Regions from separate parts of the Anser cygnoides genome. Here region 2 is linked to region 1. A link is a contact called in public Hi-C data. All regions are on one chromosome and are shown on one strand. Each heading gives the region's core, a stretch centred on a gene start, on an enhancer-like site or on the middle of the called end of the contact. The rest is flanking DNA. Distances are from core to core; before and after follow the strand shown. Region 1 overlaps TSC22D1 (TSC22 domain family member 1). Region 2 holds the start of TPT1 (tumor protein, translationally-controlled 1).

What was found. A called contact is a pair of places that touch in the nucleus more often than the background predicts.
Region 2: a contact with region 1 is called in a Hi-C map of liver, with 1.7 times the contacts expected there. The contact joins the promoter of TPT1 here to the enhancer-like site in region 1.

The regions. Positions count from the first base shown.
Region 1 is chr1:181,349,437-181,356,379 of Taihu_goose_T2T_genome, reverse strand. The region is part of intron 2 of TSC22D1 (TSC22 domain family member 1); the gene reads left to right. Among named protein-coding and RNA genes, the nearest start is that of TSC22D1, 60 kb to the left of the region's middle. Within about 2 kb of position 3,234, at least 2 of the 3 cell types and tissues checked have open chromatin away from gene starts, as enhancers often do. A contact at or near this core is called in liver, where this site is marked.
Region 2 is chr1:181,676,281-181,683,223 of Taihu_goose_T2T_genome, reverse strand. It overlaps TPT1 (tumor protein, translationally-controlled 1), which reads left to right and starts at 3,652. Exons shown (of 6, transcript XM_066988516.1): 1 at 3,652-3,823; 2 at 3,990-4,063; 3 at 4,422-4,612; 4 at 5,334-5,439; 5 at 5,931-6,047. The coding sequence starts at 3,796.

The DNA of each region.
Region 1 (6,943 bases), core at 1,985-4,484:
AAAATACCCTTCCATCATAACTTTTCTGACCATCAGGTTACTGAAACTGTGGAAACATCAATATTCTCTTAACTCACAAACTACAGAAAAATACTTCAGTTAAGCATGTGGTTACTATTGTCTGTCAGTGCAGGCAAGAGTATTTGGCATTCAAACAGTAACTGGATCTTAATGGACTTCAAAAATACTCAGTTGTTGTTGCTTAACATAGGCAGTTTGAGAATAATGATAAATGGGGTGATACAAGGTTATAAATTAGCTGGGGATTTGTCTTGTACTCTTAATAATGTAGCATCTACCCTGCCTTCTTCTGTGCTTTTTCTCTATAGGTATTAGTAATCATTCATCCATATATCTCTTAATTTTCAATGTTTCTGTTCTCCTTTTCTGCTTTATTTTCTTTTCAGGTTCCAGAAGTGACTGTAGAAAGCAGTACCTTCTGAGTTAAATATGTAGTAAATATTCTGAGTACCTTCATTAAATATGTATCTTCACACTTGAACAAACTGTTAATGGTGGTTTAATTCAGCAGCCTTAATCTACACATTTGGACTGAAACAGTGGTTCATCTAGTTGCAGAATATGAGCAAAGTAGTCCCAAGTTATGCAGTTGTTGGACTTTGTGCAAGTCTTGTGATGGTAAAATGGCTGCTTTCACGAAGTGTATGAAACTCATGCAGACTCATTGGCAGTCTTTGAATGTAAAGTTAAGACCAAAGCAATCTTATCTGTGCCTGCCTTGTTTTTCTTAATTTTACCTATAGTTACCTGCTAATCAGACTTTTTTTTATTGGATTCTACTTAGTCTTAAGTCTGCAGCAGTCTTTAGAGCATTAATGTTTTGGTTCAGTTTCTTGGGGTTGCTTTTTTGATAAGATCTCTTGCCAGTTTGAACATAGCCTTCTTTTAATGCTGTCTGCACCCCAGAAAACTGTTTGTGACGGTTGTTCCTGCGTATGTAATTGGACCTTATTAGCATGATGGTGATGTGGTGATATTGTTTTCAGTTCTTGGGGTTTCTGGGTGGTTTGGAGCTGGAATGTGGTTGGATTTACATTTGTAAGGCACACAAGCAGGGTGTCACCTGGGACAGTACAGTACAACCAAGTACCTTCTGTATGATGGATGTATTTGGTACTCCTTTCACTGTCATCTTTCACTTTGATTTTTGTCTGCAGTTCAGATTCAATTTGTACCCGTCTGAAAAGGTTTCATGGGCTGAGCTTCTTGTTCTCTTCAGCTGTTGCCTTATTTGCCCTCACCAGTGGAAGAATGAGGGAATGTGGCTTTCCTCCTTAAAAACAACCGGGAAGGGAGAAGGCTTGGTTGTGCTTTCATTTTTCAGGCTAGCCTGAGCTTCAGCTGGTATAAGGAACTGTGTGCCACATACTGAAGGCTACTGCTGTTGGAGAGCTGCGATTGTGGCTTGGCTTCCAACCAGGAGTGTAGAAGCCAAATAGGTGATGTAATTTTTAAAATATAACTTAATATAAGGTATGTTCTGAGGAGTTGTCTGCTGTACTCCTGGAGCTGTTTTTCATGGGCCATACAGTCTCTCCTGCTTCTCATATCCTGGAGTTAAAATATTTCGGGAACCAGTTGCAAGTTCATCTAATGTTTTATTTTTCTTTCTGCTATTTCAGAAAATCACTTACTCTGTTTTAGTTCCTGGAAGGTGATCGCAAGCGTAAGGCCTTTGCTGATCTAAATTGCAAGGCCTTTGTAAGGTCTGCACCATTCTTCTGCTGAGTGCTCTTGAGCGTTGTGGTGGTCTTGCCAGGGCAGTAGTGCCTGTGAATTCTGAGTTCTGTCTTCTCTTGTTGAATTGCTTCAGAAAGCCATGAGCAACCTGATGTGATTTTGAAGTTAACCCTCATCTGAGCAGGAGGTTGGTCTAGATAGAGAACCTTTCCAAGCTGATTTTTTTTGTTATTCTTTGGTTGGTGGTACCAGACTACTTTGTGCTACATTGTACTTCACTTAGTGGTTTCCGAGGCCTACATTTCAGCTAATTTCCATGATTGTTTTTTTAAATTGGTCTGCCATGTCATTACTTGTTCCCATACATTGAAGGTATAAACTTCAGTTCTCTGACTTGTCAAGCCTCCAGCAAAAGGCATTTATTTGGTCAATTAAGAATATTTGTACTTCAGTATTCCTGTTTCCTGTGCCCCATGTTTTCCAGTGTATCCCAGCTGAGGTCTTTTTTCAGAGTTTTCTTGTAATTTCATCCAAAGTAGATGGTAGCAGAGAACTCAGCTACTTGAGTACTTAAGGAAGCTAAGGTAATTCATTGAAATAATTGAATAAAATATTGATTTAATAATTAAAATCATAAATACAGTTTTGACCAGAAAACCCATGGAGTCTACATGCAGTATTGGAACTACAGTAGTAGACAAAACTGTAGCTTGGCACAATAACAAAAGATTTAGACTCTTGTGTCAAATTCTGTTATGACAGTTGATTACTAAATCTGGAAGTGTAGATTTTATAAAATGCCTGTTTTCCATCGAGTTCACAATCTTGCGGGCAGTGCTTTCTGCAGAATACCACGTTCTGTGCGTGTAGAGGTGAGTCAGCTTAGAAGGGGGTACAGGAGCCCCAACAGGCCATGGTTTGATCTTGTTGTGTATTGTTACCTCTATGATGTCCTCAGTCATTTGCAGTTTGTGAATTGGATTCCTGGGCATATGGATCTCCAGAATTGAGTGGGGTGATTCAGTTCGAGGTGATCCCAGATCATCTTTAATGATGCTGCCTTGTCTTACGAGCTGTCACGCTGCTGGGCTGAGTAAACTAACAATAGTTGCCATTAATGCTTGACCTGGCAATGTGTGTGTTCTGCCTCTTCAGAGAGAAGGCCAGCTTCCTAACAAAGCAGTGCTGACATCACTTCTGCACGAGTGATGCTTTTGGCAGTTGAAGAACAAGTCTTTGCCATGTTGGCTGATGCTCTATTAAAACAAACAAACAGGGAAAAAAAAAACACAAGAGGGGGGAGACCAATACCCACAAGCGTTTTGGTGTTTGTAAAGGGAGAAACTCTGAATAGATACCAGCATGGTGGAAATGATTGTGTGTTGCAGTACTTTTAAGCATGCTGGTTTTTTTGTAAGGAAGTGTTTTTTTTTTTTTAAGAAACATGAAGTCTGATTGTAAAAGTGCATTCTGGTATTTTAGCAGTAAACACTCTCAGAAATTAAGATTCCCTAAAATCTGGCTGTTTTGACATACCAGCCCTGTGTGTGTACGTACCTGTACCTGTGTGTATTTTCACAAGCTGGGTTCAGCTCAGAGTTACTCCGTCCCTGGGAATAGTGGCAGGAATTCAGGGTCCCAGTGCATGACATCTTGCAGCCTTAATATTTGCTCAGAGGTAACTGCCAGTGAACAAGTTCAGATGTGCTGACGGGGAGCACAGTGACCCTTTGGCATCCTCTGTTAAAACAACGAGTTATTTTTGTCGTATCTTGTGAATCTGGCTCAAAGGATAAGGGTCGTTTCTCAATAAAGCTGCAACACCGTGGGCATGTGCTTTGTTGTGGGTAAACTAATGACCTCCTAGCAATGGAAAGTAATACATTTGGAGGAGTTTAGTTAGTTACTTTAGTCTAGAAGGGACATTGGCTTTGCAGTGGGGGAAAAAATTAGTTTTAAATGTTGTCACCAGTGTTTTGAAAGGGGAAGAGAACAAGGTGTCTCTTACTCGGTTATGCCTCCGTAAAATGAAATGCTCTTTTCCTTTCATCAGCACCAGTATCTTGCTCCCCTTGCCTGTCACGGATCAGAGGATTGAGGGAAGGAAGTGTTCTGTTACCTTTGTTCAACTCACCCAAGAAAAACCTTGTGAGCTCCCAGCCTGTTTCAGATCCCTCTCCTTGCGCCTCTGTGCAAGTCAGCCCCTAGGACTCGAAGCTGCCATGGCTTCCTATCCTTAGAGCCAGGGGGACGTTTGTGGGGGCTCCTCCTTAAACATTTACTCTGAAAGCCACCACATTTCTGGTCCCTGAGCTCTTTTACAGTCCTGAAAGTGTAGGAAAGCGTACCTGAGCCCTGCAGCCACCCACATCCCATTTCTCGGCGCCTTACCGAGAGGGGCTCAGTGACAGGGGCACCCACATGGGCACCTAAACGCTTCCTCAGGTTTTCTCCTGCCAGTTTTCCACTGGGATATTCTGTGTGTTTTCCCTCTGCTACCGAGCCAGCTTCAGCGGGCTGTACGAGGTGGCAGCGAGGGGCTGGCGGCAGTGTCAAGGGCCGGGCGCTGCGAGCTCTGAGGTGACCAGGACAGCCGAGGGGCTTGAGCCTCGCCTCTCCCTTCTCCTTACCTCCTGCTAAGGCGGATTTATATATATATGTAAATAAAACATATTTGTATGCCTCCCACCTGGCGGGGGCTGGCCGCGGAGGGGCGCCAGGCACCAGGCGAGGCCGGTCCCCGAGCGCTCCCTGGCGGCCCCGGCTCCCCCGGCCGCGGCCGCCAGGTGGCGGGGTTGGGCCGCGCCTGGGCCCCGCTCCCCCGGCCGCGGGGCTGCGGCGGAAAACAAACGGAAACCCTGCGGCCTCGTCCCTCAGAGCAGCCTTATTAGCCTTCTGAGCCATTGATTCAAGTTTTACGCTTAAATGATGTATTTTGGCGGAAACAGGATTAAGACCGAAGAGCATCTGACAGGCAGGAGGAGCCGTGACGGCTTCGGTCAGCAGCCACCCGTGCCTGCGTGCGCTGAAGACAGCGGCGGGGTTTGGTGGGGAGCAATGCGCCCCTGTCACCTTCAGGGATACGTGGTCCAGCATGTGGCCGTCTGGTGACGTGCTGCTCAGGATGCTGGAGCATTCAGGTCACCTTATACCTGGGCTTCTATTCAGGGACCTGGAGGAAGTAGCTAATGGCATTAACGTTGCTTTTTCTCTGCAGCAAGTCCGGCTGTTTTGCTTGTATGTATGATGGCGATTGTTTCGCCTTTCTGTGGAATGATTCCTCAGAGTCCAGCTTCAGGGCTTTCAATTTTAAATTTCATTTATACTTCGCTTTTAACTTTGAAGTTGTTCAGAGCTAAGCCCCCGGTGAGGAGTCACCACTGAGAGGAGTGGATGTCTCTCCAAGCCCAGGAGGGAAGCAGAAGAGGTAGGAAAGGTAGAAAGGGCTTCAATAACGTCAGGACCAGGTTATTTTTAGCCGAGGCTGTGCTATCAGTAGTGTAGCGTATTTCAACAGAATTCTCTTAGGTATGCTGCTCTTAATTGGGCAGTCTTAATTATTGTTGCAGTTGAAGAACACTCCCAAATTATATGATGCTTGGGGGGAAAAAAATAGGTGAATTGTGTTATCTATACTTACACCTCTTTATCTTGTTCGAGTTCCCAGCTGGAAACAAGAAGCCTTTGCTGCCCTAGCGTGACTGTAGGAGTTAATTGCGTGCTGTAAGGAGGCCTTCAGGGGCAGGCTCAGCGGACAGCATCAGCTGCAGCAAGGCTGGGGACTTTCTGGTTACATAAGCCTTGTGCGCTGCTGATTCCCATTTTTGTGCGCAGTGTGCTGTGAGGAAGCATAAAAATATGCGTGTTACCTCCTCGGTTTGCCTCAAACGTTGTGCATGTGGTCAAAGGGTAGTTTATTTTAAAAGCTGAGTTATTTTGTGTCCGCTGGTATCAGTGACAATTTTGTCTCGCTACGCGATCAAGCTGATGCAGAAGTAAAGAACAAAAATAAAGTTGGTTTTTATACATTTAGAGGAGCGTGTAGCAAAAAAAGATTTTTTTCGTGCTTTTTGTGTGGCGATATATAATTTTGTAGGCAGCTGAGCTATTACATAATATGGGCATTGAAGGAGAAAAGCAGCAACCTGACCGGTGAATGCAGGGAGGCTCAAGTCAGCATGAGCAGCCTCACTTTAAAAAAAAAAAAAAAAAAAGTGAGGATGTGTTTTGTGGAATAGCATTTAATTCTAGTAAAAGCTTTCTTTACCACATGAGCAGAAATTTGAGACTGAAAGCTCTCTAATTTCCTCTTAATTCAGGTTGTCAGGGAAATAATTGAGACAAGTGATGAAACAGAATGAAGACTGTAAGGTTTCAGATTCTTCAAATAGCTTTTGCTCTGCAATGTAACAAAGGCCCAGATCTTTAAAAATCAGAATCCTTCTATTCCACTAATTCCTGTTGCCCTTAAAAAAAAAATAAAAAATTGTGAGCGCTTTTTGGAACTGCTGAGACAGCTGCTGAGCTGAGTGTAAAAGATCTGAACCTAAAATGGTTTTAGGGTTAGTCTGCAGTGTAGGATAACAAGTAGTGATTTCTCTTTTTAGCTGTTACCTGTGGCTTTTCTTAAAGGTACCAGATAGATCTGTTCTTGTGGGCTGTCCCAACTTTTCATACAGTGTGCTAGTAAGAAAAAAAAAAAAAAAAACACAAAAAAACCCACTTTCTCCATTCTTAGTGACATCAGTAGCTCAGATGAACTATGTACACTTGGTATCCATTGCTCTCACCCTCAGCTCTGTCTTTTGTTTCCTTTAAGCTTGTAAGGTGATTACTAAATGCGTCTTCTGGGATGGGAAGAAGACCTAGAAAATTTAGTATGCCACAGTCTACTAAATCAAGGGGGAAAGGACAGAAATGCTGTGTGGAAGAAGTGGATGGACTGGAAACCAGGAGAACAAAGCATAGGAGCAGAAAACCTGTGACTCCTGTGGAGTCACAATAATAGGAGGGAAAGGTATTCCTAAAAGCCAACTTTGGTGCAGGGAGATTAATTTTGTTGGGCTGCTTCTCTCTCTGGTGGAGAGAGAGGTAGGGACAAAGTGCCTTAGGCTGGGTTCTGCCCTCTAGACACCGAACCTTGCCTATGCTAAAGGAAGCTTTGGGAAACACCTCGAGGAAACACCTTGATGCACAGTACACAGACTTATTTCAGTAATATTGCAAGCAGACTTTTTTGTTC
Region 2 (6,943 bases), core at 2,403-4,902, 330 kb before region 1:
TGAACATCAGAGTAATAAAATCTGCATTGCTTCTGAGTGCAGGTGGGATTGCTAAACAGAAGACCTTTCTAGCATTCTGAAAAGTGGTGCCTTTATCTATCTAATCCTTTATCTATGTAATCCGTATTCCACTGTGAGTAGGTTGGACCGGACAAACTACACTGGTAGTCAAAGCTCAACTCTTTCCAGTGCCTGTCTTGTGGTCTGGGATTCTGGCTTAGTACACTGCCAAGGGAGCTCCAAGTTACAAATATTGGTTTGAAATCCAGAAGTTCCCAATTACTGACAGGGACTGAAAGGGGGCACCCCAGGTACCTCCCTGGGGAATGAGCCAAGGCCTGAACATGGGGCTGGCGCAGTGGGGCCATGGCTGGGCAGGGCAGGACTGTGGGGAGCTGGAACCTGGCCCTGCTGTGGCCTCACTGGGGCAGGGGCTGATGGCCCAGGGTATTGACATCTGGTCCTTGGGGAACCAAGAACACTCTATTAAGTCTAGTACAAACCCTACCTAAACAACCATAGTGACTGCCTGGCTTGTCTTGTGTTGGTTAGTCTTCAATTTTTCAGTTTTTCTCCATCAGGTCATACACATTTCAGGTCCCTCTCCTTACATTCAATATCTGATGTAAAATGTTATCACTCCTCTGTGACTTTCACAGCCTCCTTAAAGGTTAGAACACACTGCCTCCATCCCTGCTCCACTGCCCAGCTTCACCTCTCTTCCTCAGCTTCATATCTCATTTATTCCCACACACTGCACCTCGCAGGTGGCTTAGTTGTGGGCAGGATCTCCTCGCTTTCCATACCATTCAAGGCAAGTCGCCATGATGGGCTGAAAGCATACTGTTTGCTTAGAGAAAGAATAGCAAAGTATCAGCTGTAGTCTGCCATTTTAATCCAAGACACAAGTAATTAGTTGAGCACAATGATCATCAGATGCTAATATTTAGTGTAATTGAGTAGCACTGCAGTAATTCATGACTAGCTGAGATGCATCTTCCATGAAAGAGGCTTCTTGCACAACTCTGTAGACACCTGCCTAGAAAATCCTGCTCAAACGATATTCAAAGGCTTATCTATAAAAACACAGGAATTTGTCAGCCCATGGGGATTTATATGTCTCCAGAGATGAGATGCACTGTCAGGAAAACCTGTCTTGTCATTTTAGATGTCAATCAGCATCTAAAATGCCCCCTGCTGCAGAGGGACCGCCTTTTTAGACAACTGCTTTGAAATGCATTAACCCTGGCTCAATGCATGAGGTGCCTACAGAGAAAGCAAGTGAGGAATACTAAAGTTTTCTTCAAAGAATGCTGTTTTCTGAAAAACTGTTTTTTAATGCATTTTCTAATCTATTTCATCACAAAGGATCAGCACGGTAAATAATTATCTGTTTACATGGCATCACAGGAAAATTCTCAGCACTAGTATCTCTGTGCTTATTGCAAAGCTGCCATGGTTTTGGCTGGGATAGAGTTAATTTTCTTCTCAAAGGCTCATATAATGCAGTGTTTTGGGTTTTTGATGAAAATAATGGTGATAACACACAGATGTTTTAGCTGCCGCTGAGCAGTGCTTTCAGAGCCAAGGACTGTTCAGCTCCTTGTGCTGCCCTGCCTGCGGGAGGTTGGGGCGCCCCAGGAGCTGGGAGGGGACACAGCCAGGACAGCTGGCCCAAACTGGCCAAAGGGATGTCCCATGCCATGTGGCAGCACACTCAGCAATAAGAGATGGGGGAAAGGAAGAAGGGAGGGCGTTAGGGGTGATGGCATTTGTCTTTTCAAGAAACAGTTACACGTGATGAGCCCTGCTTGCCTGGAAGTGGCTGAACACCTGCCTGCCGCTGGGAAGCGGTAAATCAACCCCTTGTTTTGCTTGGCTTGTGCGCACTGCTTTTGCTTTCCCCAGTAAACTGTCTTTATCTCAACCCACGGGTTCTCACACTTTTACCTTCCTGATTCACTGCCCCTTCCCACTGTGGGAGAAGTGAGCGAGCGAGCGGCTGGGTGGTGCTGAGCTGCCCACCCGGGTTAGACCGCAGCAAAGCCTAAAGCAATTTAAATATCACCAGGATTAGTCCCAGGATTTATTCACAGTTGTCTGCGTTTAAATCAGTTTTAGAAGCAACTCAGGTTAAAAGGGTGCAAAACCTTGTCAACGCTCCTAGTTTCATTTAAAGCTTTTAAAATTCGATGTTGATTTAGCTTAACTCCACATCAAATAGGTGTTCACACAGGAGCCTTGACCTATTTAACTGATGCATTTTAAACAAAAATCTCCCATTTCATGGCTGCAAGTCTGAATGTAGAGCTGCAGGAAAAGCCACCTGGAGGTCCATTTACTCTACCAGGAGTGCCAGAGGGTTTCTACCCTGACTCCAGTAAACAGGCAGTCACCGAATTTATACGAGGTTTCGATGCTACTATAGAAATATTCATTTTTTTCTAGAACAATCTCTTCAAAATGAAACCAAGCCGACGCACACCTACAAAGTGGATGTTTTTAGCTGCATATTAAGCTGCGGAGAAGGAGCCAAATGTTCTCCCGTCACTCAGCCCACTGCTAAAGATGTAAGCTGCTCTTTTTCCACTGTGGCAAGGCTCGCAAAGAAAGGGAATAGTTCTTATCAGGCCATCTGACACCGATTAAAAACACAAGTTTGGGGGCAGAAGCCCCTTCCTCAGGTCTGAAGTGGCCGTAGTAGTCTTGAAAGCAAAACATGGTGGAGAACAACCACTTATAAATTCAGATTATGTAAGCAGCTAGACCATCTAAAAAAAATTAAAAAAAAAAAAAGAAAAAAGGAATGAAAGAAAAAATAAAAGGCACTGATATATGGAGCAAAGGAAGGGATAGCAGGGGAGGAGGAGGAGATATAAAGAGGAGCTCTTCTGACCCCCACAAAGAAAGCAATGAGTAATTTACTGCCTGAGGAGGGTGAGGGACAGAGAAGTGCATCCTGTGAGGAGGATGAGGGACAAAGAATTGCATCCTGTGCCCTGCTATTCCGTATATCAATTCTGTGATTCCGATATCTCTGTCACGTCTGGGACTGTTGGCAGCATTAGGTGTTTTAAGTCCCATGATGTCTTCTGAAGGTTTTTTGTCAATGTCCCCTAAGAATCAGGGCTCAAGGGAGGTCTACATTTATTTTGATGGAGATAAGGTGATGCATGGAGGTGTGCGCAAGGGTGGTAAAACAAAGCCTAGGGCAGCATTACTGCCCTTATTATCCTGCCTTTCACCTCAGCCTGACTGCTGCGCCTAATCCTTGGAAGAAAAACAACATTTTTCTCTCTTTCCCCAGTCAGTCCATCAACAAGAAATGGCGTGTCTGTGTGCAAACCGACGTATCTGAGGGAAAAGGGAAAAGTAGTGGTAGGAGGAGCCTAACAACCTCTCAATCATTATTTTATTTAAGTATTATAATTTAATTAAATTATTATAATTTAATTATTATGACCGTTTATTGTTATTTTCAAAACACGGCCGAGCCCCTTGGCGAAGGGCATCGCCGTCAAGGGGGGGGGGGGGGGGGGGGTGTCACGAAATGGCGGCCGCGCGGGGGGCGCGCGCGCGCGTGCGCGGCGGGGTACGGAGGGCGGGCGGGCGGAGGGGGGGGCGGGAGCGCGCATGCGGCGCGGTGACGCGCCGGGGCCGTGCCCGCTATATGAGCCCCGGCAGGCGCTGACTCGGCCCTTTCCGCCTCGCTGCCGGCCGCCCGCCGCCCGCCGCCGCCGCGCAGAGCACTCCGGCCGCTCCTGCCCTTCCCTCCGCCTCGCCCCCGCCGCCGCCATGATCATCTACCGGGACTGCATCAGCCGTAAGGGGACGGGGGGGGGGGGGTGAGGGGGGAGAGGGTGAGGGGACGGGGAGCGGGCCTGGGCCGGGAGCGGGGCCGCGCATGCCCGCGGGGGGGGGGGGGGGCCCGGCCCCGAAATGGCGGCGGCTGACGGGCGCTGTGTGTGTGTGTGTGTGTCTCACCACAGAGGACGAGATGTTCTCGGACATCTACAAGATCCGCGAGGTGGCGAACGGCCTGTGCCTGGAAGTGGAGGGGAAGGTGAGTGGGCCCACGGCCTTCTTTTTGGGGGGGAGATGGGGTGGGGAGAAAAGGCTGGGTTTTGTTGGTTTTTGTTTGTTTTTTTTTTTGGGGGGGGGGGGGGGGGGGGGCAGTTCGAGGGGTGCCTCAGAGGGGTTGGGGGGGACACAGAGGGACCGCAGCCTGTAATAGGGCTGTGGCCAGGCCCCAGGAGGGGAGCCTGGCCCAGGGACACCCCGCTCGGGCTGCAGTCTGTGTTCTTGCCTCTAGCTGTGGCTCTGAAGTCATGCCCTGCTGTCAGGCCGTAGATGTGTAAGAAGAGCAGGAGTGTCGAGGTTTTTCGCAGAGCCTTGAAGTTTTTTGATGTCTCTAAATCTAGATGGTCACCAGGACAGAGGGTCAAATTGATGACTCTCTAATTGGTGGCAATGCCTCTGCTGAAGGTCCTGAGGGAGAGGGAACAGAAGCCACGGTCATAACTGGTGTTGACATAGTAATAAACCACCATCTTCAGGAAACCAGCTTTACAAAAGAGTCGTACAAGAAGTACATCAAGGACTACATGAAAGCGTAAGTGCGGGTGGGCTTTTTCTCTGGGTGGGACTGCAGGGTTCCTAGGTGACAGATCTTAAAAATAGCGTTGAGTTTTTTTTCTTAGTAGATGTTAGTTCTGATGCAGGTGCCAAACTGGCTGTGAAATTCGGTGATGTCTTAATACTTGGCAAAACTGAAGCTCTAAAGAATCAATACTGGACTATCTAAGCTTATCTTGGCTGAGGTAGAAGACCAGATCACATGCTTTGGGTAGTATTTGTAACCTTGTTGTTTTCTTTGATTCCTCTGTGCCAAACATTTGTGTGGAGGGGGGTGGGGTGGTAAAGGAGAGCTTCCTGAACTAGACAACTTAAATGTCCAAAGCTGTGTGTAAGATGGAGCTGTTTGCTAGTTCAAAATGTAGTTCCTATTGCTCAGACTTTGGTGGGCTGGCATTGAAGGTGAAAATGCTTTTTCTGTGATGCTGATGGATAATACTCCTGGTGTTCTAGAAATGACTTTTTTTTTGTCTAGCACAAACCCACAAGTAAAATGAGTTTGATGTGAGTGGCAGGCACTGTTCTTCTAATTCACTAGCAAAATGAAAACTTTGTGGGTTGGTTTTCTGGAGGAGTGGTGGGAAACACAACAAGATCAAACAGTGACTGCTGGTAACTTTCTGCTATGATGGGATGCTGCATGATGAAGTCAATAGGCTAGAATGTGCTTTCAAAGCTTGCTTTTTTTTTCCTCCCAGAATCAAAGCCAGACTTGAGGAACACAAGCCAGAGAGAGTAAAGCCTTTCATGACAGGGGCTGCAGAACAAATCAAACACATCCTCGCTAACTTCAAAAACTACCAGGTAACACAACTTGTGTTTCCTTACAGCAGTACTTTGGTAATACAAGCTGAGATTGGTTTGTCTGCTGAACTAGCTTGTTGAGTTCCGAAGCCCCCTGTTTAGGGACATCTCACTTGGACCCTCTCTGAGGGTGTTTGGGGCCCTGAGAGTCAGGGGAGAAATAGTTAGAAGACTTGTAGGTGTTTGGGGATCTTGCTTCAACTTTTGCAGTACTTGTGGTGATAACTACACGCAAAGTTAACTACATGGGAACTGTGGAGTTAAAGATGTGGGAGGTGAATCACTCTGGCCCCCGTTTCCTACTTCACTGTTCATGGCAGCGTGTTAATGCCATGTGGTACTAAAATGGACAGCTTGCAGAAAACAAACCCCCTGCAGCTGGTCAGCGAGGCTTTTAAACTTAGCTTGGAGATGTTGCAGCTTCTTTGTGTAATGGGCAGTGTCTCCTGGTGGTAGCTCACAGGATGTCTCAGTAACATGTTTCTCTGAAGTTCTTTGTAGGAGAGAACATGAATCCAGATGGCATGGTGGCTCTGCTGGATTTCCGTGAGGATGGTGTGACCCCATATATGATTTTCTTTAAGGACGGCTTAGAAATCGAGAAATGTGTAAGTGCTGACCTCAATCGGGTCAACGTGCCTAAATATGTCATTAGCTCTTCAGTCACTCAGCTGTATCTCTGCTGAAAGCTGAACAGTAACTTTAAGAACCTGAAGTTCACACAAGTACAGTCCGACTGCTGCTTCGTGTTACGTAAAGTGGCCGAGACTTCCCTTGTATGCCACTGAATCACGCTGAAGGGGGGCACGGCTTCCCTGCGGTGACTCACCGTGACGTAACTGCTGAGAAATGCAGGAGGAATTGCCTCGGTGAGCTGTGTGCAGCGGGTTATGTCTTCAGGCTGTCAGTTGGAAAACAATGCCCCCTGAGATGGAGCGCTTCTGTTTTGGGTCCCTCTGCTGTGGGTTAACTCTGGAGCGCTGTACATTATTGTGTTTCACTCTTTTCCTTTATCTGCCCTTATTTTGCTACACAAGAGCTGTGTTTAAACGTTGCCCTAAATTTGGGAACATGGTGACACCTGACTGAGTACTTAACCTTACTCTGCGCTCAGGCAGCACCTCTGGTCTGCTTTCTGGTTAATTGTTTGAATGTGGTAGCAATGAAACTATTTAGATCCCATTGCTTGCATGTTTTGGCTTATTCTGGGAGCGTTACGATTTGTTGGGGACCAGCAGCACAGGATCAATCCCTGATTGCTTTGTCCAGTTATCCTGGACTTTGGCTGGCTATGAGCAGGCTTCCTAACTCACCTGTAGAGCCATTTACAGGCTTTCTGGTGTGCAAGTTGTGTAAAGATGCCACAACCTCTAGTGTCGCGCAGTAGCCCGACTGCAGGAGCTTGTTATTGGCCAAAACAGCAGCTCCTATGGCTTCACTGAAGCGTGGTGTGTCCTGGACCCTGGAAGCCCCTCTGAGCAGAAGCCTGTGCACCTTCCCTGTA